Regions from separate parts of the Zea mays genome. Here region 1 is linked to region 2. A link is a contact called in public Hi-C data. All regions are on one chromosome and are shown on one strand. Each heading gives the region's core, a stretch centred on a gene start, on an enhancer-like site or on the middle of the called end of the contact. The rest is flanking DNA. Distances are from core to core; before and after follow the strand shown. Region 1 holds the start of LOC100272866 (Spermidine synthase 2). Region 2 holds the start of LOC100282297 (rac GTPase activating protein).

Evidence for each region. Hi-C and Micro-C count contacts between places; a contact is called where the count stands out from the background.
Region 1: a Hi-C map of ear shows a contact between it and region 2, with 2.2 times the contacts expected there. The contact joins the promoter of LOC100272866 here to the promoter of LOC100282297 in region 2. A contact is called at or near these places in 2 of 25 Hi-C or Micro-C datasets (ear and tassel).

Annotation. Positions count from the first base shown.
Region 1 is chr7:34,976,286-34,979,084 of Zm-B73-REFERENCE-NAM-5.0, forward strand. LOC100272866 (Spermidine synthase 2) reads right to left here and starts at 1,298. Exons shown (of 9, transcript NM_001147319.1): 1 at 965-1,298; 2 at 710-786; 3 at 496-618. The coding sequence starts at 1,124.
Region 2 is chr7:34,672,169-34,674,868 of Zm-B73-REFERENCE-NAM-5.0, forward strand. LOC100282297 (rac GTPase activating protein) reads right to left here and starts at 1,387. Exons shown (of 5, transcript NM_001371849.1): 1 at 997-1,387; 2 at 756-876; 3 at 539-658. The coding sequence starts at 1,325.

The sequences.
Region 1 (2,799 bases), core at 48-2,547, 300 kb after region 2:
TTTTTTGGCATAAAAAACAAATGAAGGGTACATTCTGCTAAATAACTGTATGAGTCCAATAAAGATGCTTAGGCAAGGTACAAATCAAGGTTATTAAAACAATAAAACGTCGAAACACTCATGGGTTCAGTTTTGACTTTTAAACGTTTAAACTTTTGTTTAAACGTAGTTTTAAACAACATATGAAAAATACCAATATATCATAATTTCAGACAATAACATGAAGTTAAATACCAAAACAGAGAGGTTAGTGGCTTACCAAAACTTCACACATGAACCGGATTGGACCCAAAAGTAACTAACAGACTAGGCCCAAAAATATCTAATGGTCTAAAACGCATGAAACACTGTGTTCTACAGTTCAGAACGCCAAAATGCCAAAACGCGGTTTCAACCTCTAATTAGAGTTTTGACGTTTAAACGTAGTTTAAACGTTGTTTAAACGTAGTTTTAATAACACTGGTACAAATAGCCAAAAAGGGTCATCTCATATACCTTCTTGGGGTCTTTGATGGAGCAAAGGGGCAGGTGAGTAATCATCTCTTGGTACGCGCACTCATCCCTCTCTGTCACCTGAATAACTCCGTCGAGGACAAGCACCTTCCCGTACGTGGAGGACTATAACGCAAAACAGAAAGGCAACAGGATCATGTCCCACCGAAGAATTGCGAAGTGGCTTGGGTGCAAGCAAAAGGCAATAACAATTTACCTGAAAAACCATCACATTTTGGTAGTCTGACTTGCCCTGGAACAGAACCTTCTCCACCTTCAAGGAGTGCGCCTCACCTACCATTTCGACACCGAAACCGACCCATGAGCAAGGGCAAACACACGTGGTTGGCGTGACCCTGACCCCGCAGTGACTAAAGAAGAATATCCGAAGTAAAAAGTGCGCTCAACAGAACAGGGGGAGCATGACGATGCGCAGCGCAGCGCAGCAGAGGACGGAAAACAGGGGACGCACCGGGCCACATGGGGCTGATCTCGGAGAACCATCCTGGGATGACGGCGGAGATTCCCGCCTGCTCGCCAGCACCGGCGACCACCGCCTCGGCCCCCGCCACCGGCGCGGTGGCGTCCTCCCCGCCCTCCCGCGCCCTCTTGGCCGCCGCCTCGGCCTCCATCGTGAAACCCTGAGCGCGCGAGGGAGGAACGGAGAAAGAAAGCCCGAGGAGCTCTCGGTGGGTGTGCGCGCGGCTGGCGGCGTCTAGGGAGGACTTCTGGAGTTGGGAGGTGGGAAGCAGCGCTCGCAGCCGCGGCCTTGAGATTAGGGCTGCTTTCCCGGATGCCCGGATTCCGTTCCGTGTGTGTACTGTGTAGTAGCTTTTGGGAGGGTTTTGGCCTTTTGGGTTCCTCGCCGCGGCCGTATGTGGAGGGCAAGCGGCGCCTCACTGTCCGGTAGGGCCTCCGCTCTGCGGCCGAGTGCCGGATGCTTTATATTCTGCGAGAACAGGTGTGGCCGTATGGGGATGGGCCGATGCGGCCCCGCCTTCCTCCCACTTGCGCACTGCTTTTTATTTATTTTATCTTTATTCGATTCCATGATTCCGGGCTGATTGACGTGCCACGTGATTTACGTGTTTGTCTCTCGTATTGATCGGAGGGATGTTATCATCATCGAAAACATATTATTCATATTTTTATTCGGATTTAAATTTAAATATGAATAACTTCGAATACGAATGCATATACAAATATATGAATATTTTCGGATGCAAATACGGATAATCGTGTGTCGAATACGGAACTAGTCGGATATGGATAACGTTGGTAACAGATTTTTTTTCGGATACTGTGTAAGACATCATTTCACACAGCATTGTTGTTGTAATCGTTTAGCCACTACTTGAGTCCAAACATTTTTTAGAATTATATATGGATATATGTTGTGCCTTTATAAAATTTCATGAAATGGTAAGGCTATTAGTGTATTATTAATTTCTTTCTACATAAAATCATCAAAATACAATTAAATTCATAAAATATTCTGGTTTCGATAGAAAATTGCAAATAACTTACCAAGACTAATAAATATTCTATAAGAAGGTAACTTTAAGTCCCTACGTAAAAATGATAAAGTGAAGTATTAATTATGTTAAAACATGGATACTTAGAGTCATCTGACGTGTAACTCACACAACAAATGGAAGGTAAATGGAAACAATGTTGGCATCTTGTGAATTTATGTTCCAAACATTTTTTAGGATTGTATGTGGACATATGTTGTGACTCCGTAAAATTTCATAAATTTCAGAATCTATTTGTGTATTTCAATTTCGTTTCGCAAAAAAATCATTAAATTTATTAAATTCATAAATTATTCTAACTTCGTCAAAAAATACAAATAAGTTACCAAGACTAATAAACATTATATAATAAGATAACCTCAAGTCCCCATATGAAAATGATAAAGTGGAGTATTGAATATGTAGAAACTTAGATACTTAGACTGTCTCCAGCAACGTCCTCTATATACATCATCTATATCCGTCATTTACAGTCTTCTCTAAAAGATTTCATCTCCTATATCTACTTTCTCTCCAACAACGTCCTCTAAATCACGTCCTCTATATGTAAATACCTATATTAAAGATATTTTTTATTTTTTAATTTTTGTACATACGTATTTATCATACTCTCAAATGTATTGTACATATTTTAGTTTTATTAAACTGGTTGTTTAAAGTATTCAAATAGATAGAGAACCGTTTAGAGAAACTCTACATGTAAATGATTCAGCAGCGTTCTCTAAATTTAGAGGGCCGTTTAGAGGACGTTGCTGGAGGGAGTAGATGACGT
Region 2 (2,700 bases), core at 137-2,636:
AAAGTAGAATACATTTGCAATACAATAGCATTTCAGTAAACAAATTTCAATACTATTACCAATATTAGGTACTTGAATTTGAATGGAGAAACACCTCATGGATTCAGTTTAGTTTATATTGTGTCAATGACTCAACATATATCCCCTTTTGTATAGAAAGTTAAGTTGCCTTCTTGAACTAGATAATGCTTGAGTGATCATTGTTTGAGATTAATACTAACTTGCTACTTGATCCTAGACCACTACGCGTTATAAGATGCAGAATGTTGTTCCATTTCTTGAGACTCTCACAACATTAAACTCACTTTCCAACTTGACACGATATTATCGAACAACTTTTGTTTCAGTGTTTCTCTTTAAGAGAAATTTGAGAGTACTAAGGCACAATTGCTTCTAATTTCAAAGGTAAATCTCTACCGGTGATCATTGGTTGTTTGATTTACACGCTAATTCAAATATGCGATAGAACTTAAATGCTAGTGCATCAGTTCTCAGCTGTTTAATTGATCATCCACACAAACATGGCATTGTCAAATACCTTGATCAAACTAGCAAGGCAGTGCACATCGATGTCGTCAGGCACGATGCCGCTGTTGAGCTGCTCCCTGACATGCTCCTCCTGGCTGTTTTCCGGGGTGATCCGGAAGATCCCCTCTGCCTGAAATTGCAAAAGTAATTTAAATGGTTGAATTCGGCTGCGCTCGGACACTATTAAGCTCCAAACTAAATGGCTTGAACAACGGAAGTACTCCTACCTTGAGTCCATCCTGCGCGTACAGCCTCTCTTGCATGAGCAGAAGGATCTTGGGCACCGAGTTCCCCTTGTCATCGTAGCCACACTGCATCGACTCCGGTGATACCCCGAACACGCTGGCGCTGCACGAGTTCAAAAGAGAACATCAATAATCGGGCTCGGGACAGAGCATCCGGGCATCAACAATAGCTAGACCACAGGAGTAGAGAAAGAAGAGCTGGGGTTTCCAAACCCGAACCGACCTGGCGCTGGGGACCTGGCCGGGGATCTCGAGCTCGAACTCGACGGGGAGGCCGAGGAAGCCGTGGAGGCGGTCGAAGGTGACGTGCGCGACGTGGCGGACGTCTGTGGGCCAGCCGATCTCCATCCCCCACGCCGCCCCCGATGGGTCGTCGGCGTCCGCCATCTGGCACGGTAGCACCACCGACTTGCGGAGCGCGGCCAGCAGCAGCGCCAGCACCTGCCCCTGTCCCTGCCCCTGCTGCTGCCCGTCCTCCGCCTTCCCGTCGCTTCCTACACCACCACCCTCGCCGCAGCCGTGGGAGCTGGGTACCATCATCACCTCAACCATGGTCACTCCTCGCTGCGGTCGTGGCACCTCACGGGCACTTGGTGGAGCTGAGCCGAGGTGAGTGACGGCAGGCAACCTCGATTTGGGGAAACCGGTGGCCTTTTAAACGCAGACAGACAGGGGACGATGCTTTTGGCTTTGTGTCGTTGCGGTTGCGATCCGCGATTTTGAATTGCGGAAAGCTCGTGGGGGCCCGGGCCCAGACGAGAGGGAGCGCCAACGGCCATCAAATTCAAACGTCCGGCAAGTTTTTGCACCTGGGTACCTTGATCTTTACCATATCACAAGAAAACTGCCTTCAGGGACCTTGTGAAGATAAGGAGCTTTACTTGATAAGTTATTTCGAGACATTAGTATAATAACGAACATAAAGGGGATGGTTTCATTTCAGAAAAATGTTACTGTGATCCAAAGCATATTTTTTATGCAACATGTTTTTTTATCTCGAGGAATGATGGTGAATAGGTTAGGTTAATCCCAATTTTGCAAACATATAGCTAAGTGACATGAAATAGGGCCATTCTTAGAGGAGAAATGAGTGAATGGCTCCACCTTTGTTCCCATTTGTATAAGATGTGATGGAGCATACGTGTAAACACACGAACGAAGGTGAGAGCGGAGAGAAGGTGTTGGCTGCCGATGTAGAGAGGAGGATGGAAGGACATGCTCTGATAATTGGAGATGATCAGATGAGGGTGGAGGATACACCATCAATCAAGCAAACTAATGTATTTCTTGGACAACTCAAAAGCAGGCCATTGTACCCGAGTCGACTGAATTAGAGTATAAAGATATAGCCACGTTATTGGAAAATTATATGGGTTACTGTTGGGACCATGCTTCGTCGCCGAAGGTCCTACAGAAAGAAACAACTTCGGCTGAAGCTGTCTGCACGTGATGACCGAAAGTTGCTGTTCGTGAAGCTTCGGAATTACAAACCGACTTAAAAGTAGAATGACCTTTTAGTCCATAAGTGTTTGAGTCGTTGTTGTAAACTTTTATGAGGGGCATGATTGTAATTCCTCACAGGCTGTGTCTTGTGCCTATAAATAGTGAACAGTATTCCTTTACTGTTCACGGATTCCGGTAATTGCAATCGCATCACTCGGGAATTAATCTTTGTCAAGGCAAAGGTATAAATGTATCTAACATTTGAATACATTGAATTGATATAATATGAAAGTAGTGTTGTTCATTTATAATTTATTTACCTTTGATGCTTCGTATTTAGTACTACTTTATACAATCTATTGGAGGTCAATTACAAAAATTTAACCTTCGTAATTGCATCATCTTCAACCTTCGTCCGAAGTTCATTAATCCTAAAGAGAATAATGCTTCCGCGGACGAAGGGCATTAACATTTAACATTTTAT